4 separate regions of the Sus scrofa genome follow, and all the other regions are linked to region 1. A link is a contact called in public HiChIP or PLAC-seq and promoter capture Hi-C data. All regions are on one chromosome and are shown on one strand. Each heading gives the region's core, a stretch centred on a gene start, on an enhancer-like site or on the middle of the called end of the contact. The rest is flanking DNA. Distances are from core to core; before and after follow the strand shown.

What was found. Promoter capture Hi-C pulls out the DNA fragments that hold promoters and counts their contacts. HiChIP or PLAC-seq counts read pairs in DNA pulled down with a chosen protein or histone mark.
Region 2: a promoter capture Hi-C map of fetal skeletal muscle shows a contact between it and region 1, with 4 times the contacts expected there. The contact joins the promoter of TIGIT here to the promoter of ZBTB20 in region 1. A contact is called at or near these places in 1 of 5 promoter capture datasets (fetal skeletal muscle), 4 of 47 Hi-C or Micro-C datasets (mesenteric adipose tissue, psoas muscle, retroperitoneal adipose tissue and 1 more) and 1 of 2 datasets of contacts at active chromatin or transcription factors (skeletal muscle).
Region 3: a contact with region 1 is called in an H3K27ac HiChIP or PLAC-seq map of skeletal muscle, with 9 times the contacts expected there. The contact joins the enhancer-like site here to the promoter of ZBTB20 in region 1. A contact is called at or near these places in 1 of 5 promoter capture datasets (liver), 12 of 47 Hi-C or Micro-C datasets (alveolar macrophages, brain, embryonic fibroblasts and 6 more) and 2 of 2 datasets of contacts at active chromatin or transcription factors (alveolar macrophages and skeletal muscle).
Region 4: an H3K27ac HiChIP or PLAC-seq map of skeletal muscle shows a contact between it and region 1, with 7 times the contacts expected there. The contact joins the enhancer-like site here to the promoter of ZBTB20 in region 1. A contact is called at or near these places in 1 of 5 promoter capture datasets (fetal skeletal muscle), 9 of 47 Hi-C or Micro-C datasets (alveolar macrophages, brain, fetal heart ventricle and 5 more) and 2 of 2 datasets of contacts at active chromatin or transcription factors (alveolar macrophages and skeletal muscle).

Annotation. Positions count from the first base shown.
Region 1 is chr13:144,854,479-144,857,309 of Sscrofa11.1, forward strand. ZBTB20 (zinc finger and BTB domain-containing protein 20) reads left to right here and starts at 1,343. Exons shown (of 10, transcript XM_021071270.1): 1 at 1,343-1,538.
Region 2 is chr13:145,797,598-145,800,428 of Sscrofa11.1, forward strand. TIGIT (T-cell immunoreceptor with Ig and ITIM domains) reads right to left here and starts at 1,427. Exons shown (of 7, transcript XM_003358804.4): 1 at 1,293-1,427. The region is part of intron 4 of DRD3 (D(3) dopamine receptor); the gene reads left to right.
Region 3 is chr13:145,616,222-145,619,052 of Sscrofa11.1, forward strand. The region is part of intron 8 of ZBTB20 (zinc finger and BTB domain-containing protein 20); the gene reads left to right. Among named protein-coding and RNA genes, the nearest start is that of DRD3, 150 kb to the right of the region's middle. Within about 2 kb of position 1,455, at least 17 of the 83 cell types and tissues checked have an H3K27ac peak or open chromatin away from gene starts, as enhancers often do. A contact at or near this core is called in alveolar macrophages, liver and skeletal muscle, where this site is marked.
Region 4 is chr13:145,594,917-145,597,747 of Sscrofa11.1, forward strand. All of the region lies in intron 6 of ZBTB20 (zinc finger and BTB domain-containing protein 20), which reads left to right. Among named protein-coding and RNA genes, the nearest start is that of DRD3, 170 kb to the right of the region's middle. Within about 2 kb of position 1,370, at least 47 of the 83 cell types and tissues checked have an H3K27ac peak or open chromatin away from gene starts, as enhancers often do. A contact at or near this core is called in alveolar macrophages, brain, fetal skeletal muscle and 4 more, where this site is marked.

The sequences.
Region 1 (2,831 bases), core at 93-2,592:
ATTTCTGAATTCCCTAATTATGGCAATTTTTTATTCTGCAGATTTATTTATTTATTTATTTTTTCATTTAGTCCTTTTTAGGAATCTTTCCTGAGCTTCCTGCCGGCTTTAAGCTTCATTCTTTTTTTTTTTTTTTTTTTTTCCCCCTAATGCCTGGGTACTGGACCAACTCTTGGTAAGAATATGTCTCTGGGAAGTGCTATGTTGAGTGACAAATGGATGAGGATGAAGGTTTTACTGAAGCATCTGACCCGCATTTAATTTTCCGTGTTGCTTTATTTGTTCCTTCGGTTTACCCCTCAGGATATTCAATTTTGTAGGCTCCGGTTGGGTCGTAGGTACTTCAGGCGTTTAGTAATCTGCTTTTCCCGCTAGAATAATATCCTCATTTATATTAAGGGCAGCTTACTCCAAACTGTTTTACATAGTATTTTTCTAAACCTCCTGAACGAACACATTTTCCCATTGAGCACTGGCACTGCTTCAGCGGCCTCTGGTGACCTCCCGGCTTGGCAACCTGCACCCCACTCCTCAGGAATCAAGCCTGACCCAGCGTGGCCTTGAGCGCCGCCGCCTCGGCAGACCCTCTCTCCCGTTTTCTCTCACACCGCCCCTCATCCATATTTCTCCTGCCGCCTCAGCTGTCGGCGACAGAGACACCCCGCTTCTCGCCTCCCGTGGCTACCCCCCCGCCAGCCTGCCGCGCCAGACAGCGGGTAACCGCCGCCTCCGCTGGGGCATCCCGGCTCCATAGGCCTAGAGCGCTCCAGACACCTGCCTCTCACTGGCCAACGCCGCTGCCCCTCACGCGGCAGCCCCCTCGGCAATTGGCCCCCGGCCGTCCCTCGTCATCTTCGTCCTCGTCTCGAGTCCCGCCTCCGTCGCCGGGTCATTTAAGTTTATCACAAATAAATAAATAAAGGAGGAAATAGAAATGCGTAGAAAGTAAAAGCAGGCGGGAGGGGGCAGGGGCGTGGAGAAAAAAAGGAGGATCGGAGGAGTAGACAACCACACTTGATCGTGTTTGTGTTGACCAATCATGGCTCACTCCAGTCCGGTCTGACGGGCTCTCTCAACCAATAGAATCCCATCTCTCGGATCACTGAACAACGAGATATGACTGACCTCTCCAGAGTGGGCGAATGTGCGGCAGAGGTGGGGGGGAAGTGGGAAGATTGCTGACCAATTGCCTGTTAACAGTTCTCTGAGCGAAGTTTCCGTGCCCCAATGGGTGTCTGAGATAGCGGATTGGGCCTTTTCTAGTCCAATCGAAGGTGGTAGAGATGAGGGAAGAGGCAATGGGGGCGGGGACAGGTGAGGGGAGGAGGAAGAGTGTATTTTGTTTATGGGCGGCAACTTCACGAGGGGCGTCCCATTCTTATTGGCTCACTGAAGCCAAGAGTGGCATTAGGGAAACCGAATAGTAGGAAAAGATAGAGGGTTCGCGGCGTGAGGCGGCCAATGTGGGCTTTTTGCCGAAGAAGTAGGGGCGGGGGAAGTTTAGGAGTTGAGGAAAGAAGATTAAAGAGCGCGAGGAGGTAACGCCAAAAACTCTAATTTGTTGTGGGGCTGGCGGGCGGGAGGGAGGGGTGTGTGCATGCCGTGGGGGACCAGGCGTCTGCGAGGCGCTAGGAGTTGGGGGTGGCGGGACGGGAAAGGAGGGGCGCGGGGTGGGGTTGGGGGAGCGAGTTAGAGTGGCGAGCTCGCGGGCCGTTGGCGGGCCAAGCGAACGCCCCCTCCCCCAGGCGTCCCCCCTCCGCGCCCCCTTCCCCCGGGCGCCCCTCCTCGCTCCAAGCGGCTGCGGCGGCCTCGCCCGACCAGGCGCGGAGGGAGGGAGCGCGGGAGGGTCCGGGGTCCTAGGGCGGGCGGGGCGTCCCGCAGCTGGAAACGTGTCTTCTGCCTTCTTCTCTCTACTCCCCGCGCCTGGAGCTGCCGCTTCCAAGAAGAGGAGCTGAGGGGGACTAGCCGGGGCTCAGGAGCTGCTAGAGGCGCCCGCTTGTCTTCCGTCCCCTCCCTCCTCGCCCTTCCCCACTTGCCGTGGCTCTGGCGGTCTCTGGAGCGTCTTCAGAGAACTGGGGGGCGGGAGGGGTCCTGGCCCCAGAGCCGCTGGACGCCCCTCAAGACGCGGGAGCTACCGGCCGCCGCCTGCTTCGCTGCTGCGACTGTAGAGGAGGGGGCTTGGGAAGGGAAGACACACCTTTCCTTCTTTCTCTCTTCCTTTGGGCCCCTTTGGAAATATTAAAATATGTTTGCTCTTTTTCATAGCTGAGATAAAATGGTTGGATGCTTTTTGAAAGTTTAAAAGAAACGCACTCTCTTTTACATTGTTTAATGCATTTCTGTCCGGGTGGCGTTCTGGTCACCTCCCACCACCCGCCTCATGCCCCGCCCCTCCCGAAGCTGTTATCCTTTTTAAGGATGCTGAAGAGGCAGGAGGAAGGGATTTTCTAAAAGTTATATTGATAAACACACTTGCACAAACATATGCTAGGCACACACATAAACTATAAACATTAGCGAAAAACACAATATGGCGTACAGCTACGCTACCTAGCACGGTAATCCGCTGATCTCTTAACGCTGAACCCAGTTGAATGGGGTCAGTAGCAGGGTGACAGTTTTCCAATAAAAATTTGAATGAACCAGGAAGTAATTAAAGCCTGTTCGTTAAGTACTGGCCTCAAAAATCACCATTGGCCCAAGCAAAGTTAAACTTGTTAATCTTCTAGACACGTGAAAATTGTATTAACTACTTCTTACCCTTAAGAAAAGCCAAAATGTCGCTAAAGTGCAGTTTTCTCACTGCGTGGTCATGTGTAAATTTCAGCTAA
Region 2 (2,831 bases), core at 177-2,676, 940 kb after region 1:
TGGAGGCACTCTCGCCAGTTCCCCCACACACACACCTCCCTCCCCAGGATAGAGCTCCAGGCTGAGGTCACCTTCTACAGGGATCCTAAGACTCTCAGTAGAGTGACAAGCCCATGAACCCCAGTCCCAGAACTGAGAGTCAGAAGGGGCATCATAGTTTAATTCATTTGTGCAGAAATGTCACATGCTCCCAGGGGTCCTGCAGCCTGTTAGTTCTGGGACTAGAAACTGGAGTCTCCCACACCACTCCTACGTCCTTTTCATCAAGTGGCCTCTTTACTGGTGGAGATGGGGATGGGACGCTGAGAGAGGAGCCACCATCCAGGAAGGCAGGCCACCCCTCTAGGCGCAATTTCCTGGGAGTAAACCAGGCACATTTCCTTTGTCTTCAGTGCCCTGGCTACCTCCATGCTAATCCTAACTTGAGTGAATCTAAAAGCAGCAAGAGTAGAACTAGCTACCATTTATTTAGCATGTAGTGTGTGCCAGGCAAGAGCTTGTCATTATTGCTAATCCTCACAACGCCCTAGCAAGGTAGGTGTATTATCTGCATTCTGTATAAGTAAAGATCTTTATGATTCTAGACTGTGTAGGTAAGCTTGCCCAGATGGCACAGCTGATGGGTACAGAAGTAAGGATTCAGTCAGCATCTTTCTACTCCAGATCACTGCCTTAGAGGCCCTTAGCCATACTCCAGGCCCCTCTAGCTCTGAGCCACACTGCCTGGCTGGAAATCCTGGCTCTACCGCTTAATAACAATGTGACATTGAGCAAGTCAGTTAACCTCTCTGGGCCTCAGTTCCTTTATCTGTTCAGTGGAGATAATAGCAAAAGGGTCGTTATGAAGATTAAATGAGTTAATATTTGTAAAGCACTTTGAACAGTTGCCCAGCACATAAAAAGTGCTTTATACTTGTGTGTTTGTTAAACAAATAAATTTAATGTTCCCTGATAATCAGGAATAAGGGGCAGACACCCGTGAACTTATTGATATGAACAATCACAGACCCCTTGGCCTAGCACAGTAAAAATGACAATAATAATAAAAATAATAACACTGTTTTTTGAATTCTTTAGTATATACCGGATATTTTGAGAAAAAAATCTCACAGGGATAATCTCATTCAATATCCGTTAACAGCCCTATCGGGCAGAATCATTATCCCCATTGTGCAGAGGAGGAAATTGAGTCTCAAAGAAGTCAAATATCTGGTCCCTGGCCACACGGTTAAGCGACAGGCCAAGTGGGATTCAGACGCTAATTAGTCTGTCTCCAAGGTCCATTGACTTACCCACTGTGCACACAGCCAGTGTAGCGGCCAGAAGGGACCCAGAAACTAGGAGCTCAAAGGGCTGGAGCCTGGCCAGGCAGCGACCCGGGGAAGAGCGCGCTGGCGCGCACTGGCCAAAGACCCGGAAGAGCCGGGTGAGCGCCTTGGGCCGGCGCCCAGCCCTGCCCTCGCCTGAGGTCAGTCTTCTTCGACCGATCAGGGAGGAGACCGGAGGCTGAGCAGTCTGCTCGAGTGGGAATTCGGAGTCCCTGTAGGGCGGCAGGAACCGGGAAGAGGGGGAGAGCCTTCCCTCTCCGCCTCCCCACCAGGCCTGGAGAGCCCCCAGGTGAGCAGTGAACTTCTCACCCCGCCGCGCTGGCGGGGTTCTTGCTGCATTATGGTGCCCTCCGCTGGTCAATCTCGGAACAGCCTCCGTGCCTCAGCTCCTATGCCAGCTTCCTGGCGGAAAAACCTGGGAAGCAAATGGAGGTGGGGGAGCTCATTTATTCGAAATATTTAATCATGTTTTAAAATTAAGAAGAAAAAATATAAATGTAACAGGGTCAGTGTAGTCTCATCTCTCACTTCTTACCCAAGTTAGCAAGAATTTTTGACGCAGAAATTTTCCCCCAGGCTCTTTCTCCAGCTTGCCTAATCATAATCCTCTTGCTTGTTAAAAATACACACTTCTAGACTGGACCACACTTCTAGACTGGACCAAATATCCAAGGGGGTGGCCTTGGAATATGTATTTTAACGGGACCCCCAGACAATGAATAGAATCAAACTAATTGAGGAAGCTCTGTTCTGGATGGCCCTGGTGCCCTCATAATACACCTGTCAATGCTACCTTTGCTGGGGAAGCCCTTGTCCTCACAAGGCCTGGAAGACTTGCAATGCCCTTTACAAGGAGAGGGCACTCAAGAGACACCTGACCTCAGAGTCTGCACTGCCCCCAGCTATGGGAACTTGGTTCCATCGTGCAGCCTCTCTATGGCTCTGATTCCTCCTTTGTAAAATGAAGTCAGTTCCCTACACTCACTGACTTATTGAATTAATGAGAACCTCCAAGAAATTGCTGGATGCTGAAGCATAGCTAGGCAAGTGTGCAGCTCTCAGTGGTGGGCTTGTTTATTATTTTTTTATTTTTCAGGGCCGCACCTGCAGCACTTGGAAGTTCCCCGGGGCCAGGGGTCAAATGCGAGCTGTACCCTACAGCATCAGCAACACCAGATCCAAGCTGCATCTACAACCTGAGCCACAACTTGCGGCATTACCAGATCCTTAACCCACTGAGGGAAGCCAGGGATCAAACCCATATCCTTGGAGACACTATGTCGGGTTCTTAACCCTCAGAGCCACAATGGGAACTCCTCAGTGGTGGCCTTGGAGTCAGTTCCTAATGGCTAGTGAGAGAGGATTGGCCAAATCTGAGGAATTTTTTAAGCCAGTTGTTAATCCTGTGGTGTAACTTGAAACCGACAAGGATGGGAGTAACTGTACCACAGAAATTGACAAATTATGTAAATTAGGGCTTTTTTTTCACCTGGAGAGCCAAAT
Region 3 (2,831 bases), core at 205-2,704, 760 kb after region 1:
AAGAGCTGGCAAATGCTGTAAATCCCAGGAATTTAAGAATCTGTAGAAGAAAGGAGACACTTCTATACACTCTGAATACATGGTGATTCTTTAGAAGACACTCAGGGTGAAAGTGACCCAGCTATTATGCATTATTGGGGATTTAAACTGTTGATTAAGAGTTAGAAATGGCTGTACTAGAGGCATGGGTGGGTGGTCCTTTAGAAACAGAAAAGGCTGTCAAGCAAAGCCAAGTCAGCCAGAGAACATCTCGGAAAGGCAACGAAGGGCCCTCGGACCTTCCTAGTTTCCCTGATATCTGTATAAATTGTTAGCTATGGCACCGAATCATACTGCTAGTTTATATACTGAAATGATGTGAAATAATTATTCATCCGGGGATATACACTAGTGAAAAAAAAGTACAGTTAACTTTGCTTTTAAAAAGCAAGTTAAAGCTAGTTAAAGCAGGTATTGTTAATATCTTCAGCAGTTCTGTATTTCAAGTTTGAGAATTTGCAAGGTGGGGAGAAGGAAATCCTTTTGGCCCTGCAAGGAAATAATCTCATCCAAGATGTATATAATCTAAATTTAGAAGCACTGACAAACCTAAGCATGCAAAAAGTCACTTTAGGGAGAACGAAGTGATTGCCAAGCAGTATGTCACACACAGTGCCTTGGTGTGGCTGAAACAGTAAATATTTGTTGGCTCTGGGAGCTCTGGCCTTGACTTCTGTCTGCCATCAGGAACAAGTCATACAACTGTGACTCAACCATAATTAGAATATTAGTAATGCCTTAAATCTATCTTGCATACAGTTTCTCTTCTTCGGAATGCTTCGTGCCTTCACATTCTGTTTGTCCTGTAACATCCTTGTGAAGCACAGACATCTTTCTTTTGCACGTGGAATAACTGGTCCACAAAGGAATAACAATTCTTTGTCTTGAAATATGAAATGATTGATAACCATTATATGACACAGCTCATTGTATTATTTTTCACATTATTTCAGGTTCCCCAAGCAAAGGACATATTTTATCTTTCTCATTATTATTTTTAATTGGTTTTCAGAAAAGTTGAGATAAAAACAGAATTTAACAAATATCCCATGGAGATAGTTGATGTTCTCTTTTCTTTCAAGAATAAATTAAGACCTTCTCTGCTTCTCTCTCCTGGCTCTCTCGGCAAATAGTCAAAATCCCATGCCAATTTTCAAATGAATAAGGGTTCATTCTAATAACTGGCTCACAGTCCCCTCTACTAAGGAAACAGCCTTGTAAATTCATGTCTGGAACCTGCCGAAGTTACTTTTGGTTATAAACCTTAACAGTTTGACCTGAAGGTTTTTAAACATGACTAATATGTGACCTGGTTGTGAGTTCAGCAATAAATTTATACCCAGTATGTGAAAGGCCAAAGAGAAAACTAGAGCCTTTTATTCTCTCTGGTGACCTGCACTAAATATTGCATATTTACTTTGTAAATGAGGACACCCAGTGGCCACCAAGTGAAAAGATTCTAAACAATCCCTGACACTGTTTATGCAAATATAAATACCCCTTATCAAAGCTGATTGATAGATATCTCTGTAACATCTGTTACCAAGCAGTTTAGCTTCCCTAAGTTAGGCAAGAGTGGTAGGAATTTGGCCTGATCTTTTTTTTTCCTAATTTACTGTCAACTTTTATTTATTTATTTTTCATTTTATTGTAGTTGCCTTATAATGTGTTAATTTCTGCTGTACAGCAGAGTGATTCAGATATATCTGTATTATTTCTCATATTCTTTCACATTTTGGTTTCTCACACGATATTGAATATAGTTCTCTGTGCTCTACAGTTGGACCTTATTGTTTATCTATCCTATATACACCAATTTGCATCTGCTCATCCCAAACTCCCAATCCTCCCCGACACCTGCAGCCATTAGGTCTGTTCTCTATGTCTGTGAGTCTGTTCTGTTTTGCAGATATGTTCATTTGTGTTGTATTTTAGAGTCCACGTATAAGTGATGTCATATGATATTTGCCTTTTTCTTTCTGACTCACTGCTTAGTATGATTATCTGTAGGTCCATTCATGTTGAGTGAGTAGTATTGTGTGTGTGTGTGTGTGTGTGTACATACACATTTACATATACACCACATCTTTATCCATTCCTCTGCTGAGGGACATTTAAGTTATTTCCATGTCTTTGGCCTGATCTTTTTTTTTTTTTTTTTTTTTTTGCTTTTTAGGGCCACACCTGCTGCATATGGAGGTTCCCAGGCTAGGGGTCGAATCAGAGCTACAGCTGCTGGCCTACACCAGAGCCCCAGCAACGCCAGATCTGAGCTGCATCTGCAACCTGTGCCGCAGCGCACAGCAATGCCGGATCCTTAACCCACTGAGTGAGGCCAGGGATGGAACCCGCAACCTCATATTTCCTAGTCAGATTCGTTTCCGCTGAGCCATGACGGGAACACCGACTCGATCATTTTTATATCACATCACAGATTAGTCATCTCTTCTCACTTTGAGTTACAAGGTGTGGCTCATCTTTAAGTTCCAATGAATCTTCAATGATAGGAGGACTTAATGAGCTGTCTCTTGGGGGAAGTGGAAGCAGAGAGATGAGGACAGTATGGTATGTGTCCAAAATCATTAATGAAGGAGCACAGATTGTGGGAAATACAGTGAACACATGAAAAACCAATTACCTTAGACCCTGAATTCATACTGAACATTGAAAGTCCCAGATGACTGGGAGTATGGTAATAAAGGACAGGAAGAAGAACATTACCCAGAACTGAAAGGACGGAACACCCCTGGGGCTCAGCCTACAGACATAGCCCAGAGAAAAGGCATACTCCT
Region 4 (2,831 bases), core at 120-2,619, 740 kb after region 1:
AGCAGCAGCAACAAGCCACATGTGAGCAGAAAGATGTGTCAGGAGGGCGATACAGTAAAATCCAAATGTTGAAGAAGGGATTGCTCACCCTAGATTCTTTCTGCCTTTGCTACAATTACCATCCATTTGCCCCTGACCTGATCTAGATATTAAAAAGGTTACTAAGATAAAGGAAGTACCTCCTTATAGCTGAAATGATGAAAACCACAGAACTGACACTCTGTGAAAGAGCTACCATCACGGGGCACTCCGTGTGCCAGCACTGTGCCACTCTCTTATAGGAATTATCTCATGTAATCCTCACATCAGCCCTTAGAACTTACCTTTTAAGGTAAGTTCTATTATTTCCATTTTATGGATGAAAAAACTGAGGCCCAGAGAAGCAAAGGAATGTCCCTAGGGCACACAGCTACTGGATGGTGTACCTCAGGTCTACCACCAACCTCCACTGGGGTATTTTGGTACCACCTCCCCTATGCCCCCCTCCCCAAGCCTCTTCCATGCACCACTGGGAAAGAGAGAAAGGAAATGGTTACCAAGCCAAAAAAAATCAGGGCGGGGGCACAGAGGAGGGGTTGATGAGGAGGGTCATGGGTCAAAGTTGTCATGATCCAATGACTGTTTATCAAAAGGAGGTTCTGACTAATTCTTTTCCATCCAGCCAGGCTGATAAGTGAAAGGCACATTAATGTGCAGGAAAGGGTGGGAACTGAGCGAGAAGAGAAAACTGGGAGAGGGAGACAGAAGAGAATACTCTCCTCTCAGCAGCCCCTAGAGACTGATGAGAACTCGCACAGATAAAATATTTATTTTCCATATGTTGCAGCAAGCATTGCCATCACTGTATGTGTGCAATATGTGCAAAGACGTGTGAAATCTATACATCAAATGCCACCGATCTAGTTAATTTCCATGTATTTAACATGCTTAATACCTCCCATCTCCTCAATATGTTTTCATGTATATTTCTTTCCCCATACAATATGGTCTGGTAAGGAGAGAGCCAACATCATCCACAACCTTACTCACTGCTATGTTTCAGCCCAAAACGTGTTGCCAGGGCCAGCATGATGAGAGTTAAAAACCAGTAGATCCTGCTGGCTAACTCAGCTGCCCTGTCACCTTAAAACACCTCCCTAGTTTGTGAAGCAGCCTTTTTCTCATAACAGAAAGGTTTGCAGTGGGGAGATGAAAATGTTTTTGTTCTCTTTGGACAATTGGGAGATAGTCAGAAGGTCAGAACTGACCGTTGAAAGGCAGGTGCCTACGGCCACACTTTTTCTTTTTCTTTTTTTTTTTTTTTTGAATGCAGAGCTCCACCAGTGTGGCGGGAGGAAGTGCACAATGATTGGTCTGTTTCTCTGTGGAAGTGTTCAGGGTACACCCAGTTTTGCTTTGCATATATTTACGAAACATCTGCCCTTTTCTTGTTCTTAAATCCTTCCCCCTCACCAGCCCCCTTTCCCCTTTCTCCCAGTTTCTTTCTTTGTTGTCGTTGGCTCGTCTAACTTTTTCATTGGAGCTTTCATTTTCCGGTTGAGGGGCGACTTCATCAGAGTGTATAATTTTAACATTGAGGGAGAGAGGTTGGGAGGGAGAGAGGGTGAGAGAGAGAGAGATTGAGAAGAAGAGAGAGAGAAACTGAAAAGAAAGAAAGAGGCTAAGCGGCCAGAGCTTGGCAAACCAACCTTTGGCATGGTGACCAGGAGGAAGGTTCTGGTCTGGTGAGGAGTTCGCCTGACAAGCTGCCTGGAGTCATCCGGTGTGCTGCTGCCCTCTAAAGGCTCCAGGGGATAATGCACAGCCACCGGGGCTGGGAGAGACTTGCCCTCAGATGTGCCATGTTTATATAATTCTTTTACACAACCAAAGAAGGTTATTTGCAACTAATTACTACATGAGTTACTTTTTCCTCCTTAATAAACTACGAACTGCAAAAATAGGGTCAAAACGACATCTGTGCATGTCTAGACTTAGATTGTTGTTGTCTTAGTGTTTCCCAGCTCTGGAAAAAGGGAGTCTAGAATTATTGGAGAAGAGTGAGGTGGGAAAGGAATTGTTTCTAAGGAGAGTGAGTGGATCTCTGTTATCTGTGCAGGAGTATAAGTGAATGACACTAGGCAAACAGAGGGGTGAGGCCAAAGGGTTGAGGCTTCAGTATTTTCTACACATAGAAGTGGTTGCAATGCCTCTATGCTATGTTCTCCAGAGGTGACCCTTGAGACAACAAACAGGAGGGTATGGTGCCCGACTCATGTAGGAAGCAGAATCAAATCTATGGAGGGAAGCAAGGCCATTGATAAAAAGAACAATGCAACTTTTGCAAAGTTAAAAGAGCAATGTTGGTGAGTTGGCCATGTACTCTTGTTTGAAAGAGACATTCCTTAATTCCCTGAAACACACAGCTGAAGGCTTTGTCCATGAGCATCTTAAATATTTTTTCTAAGTGATATCTGTCACTAGTGTTTCATCCTGATATTTAAATGACTCATGAGGACCAGCCTAGCTTTAGTGAGCAAAATGGTCCTACTCTGATCAGATGCCCTTCATGGGTTCAGAGGAAAAACAGCCAATCAAGGTAGATTTCACTGCTGCATAAGGAGTAGGAGACTTAATTGGGATTCAGACTATAGCTATTCTCGAAATAAACTTTCATTTCAACTCAATTTCATTCCATCAACAAACCTATATTGAATGACAGCTTTGTCTAAGCTACTCTGCTTAACAGTATACATTAGACCGCAAGTCTGGGAGGGCAGAAACCAGCTTGTTTTATTTCCTAGCTCATGCTGGCACATCATAGACACATTATAAGTATTTGTGAAATGAAT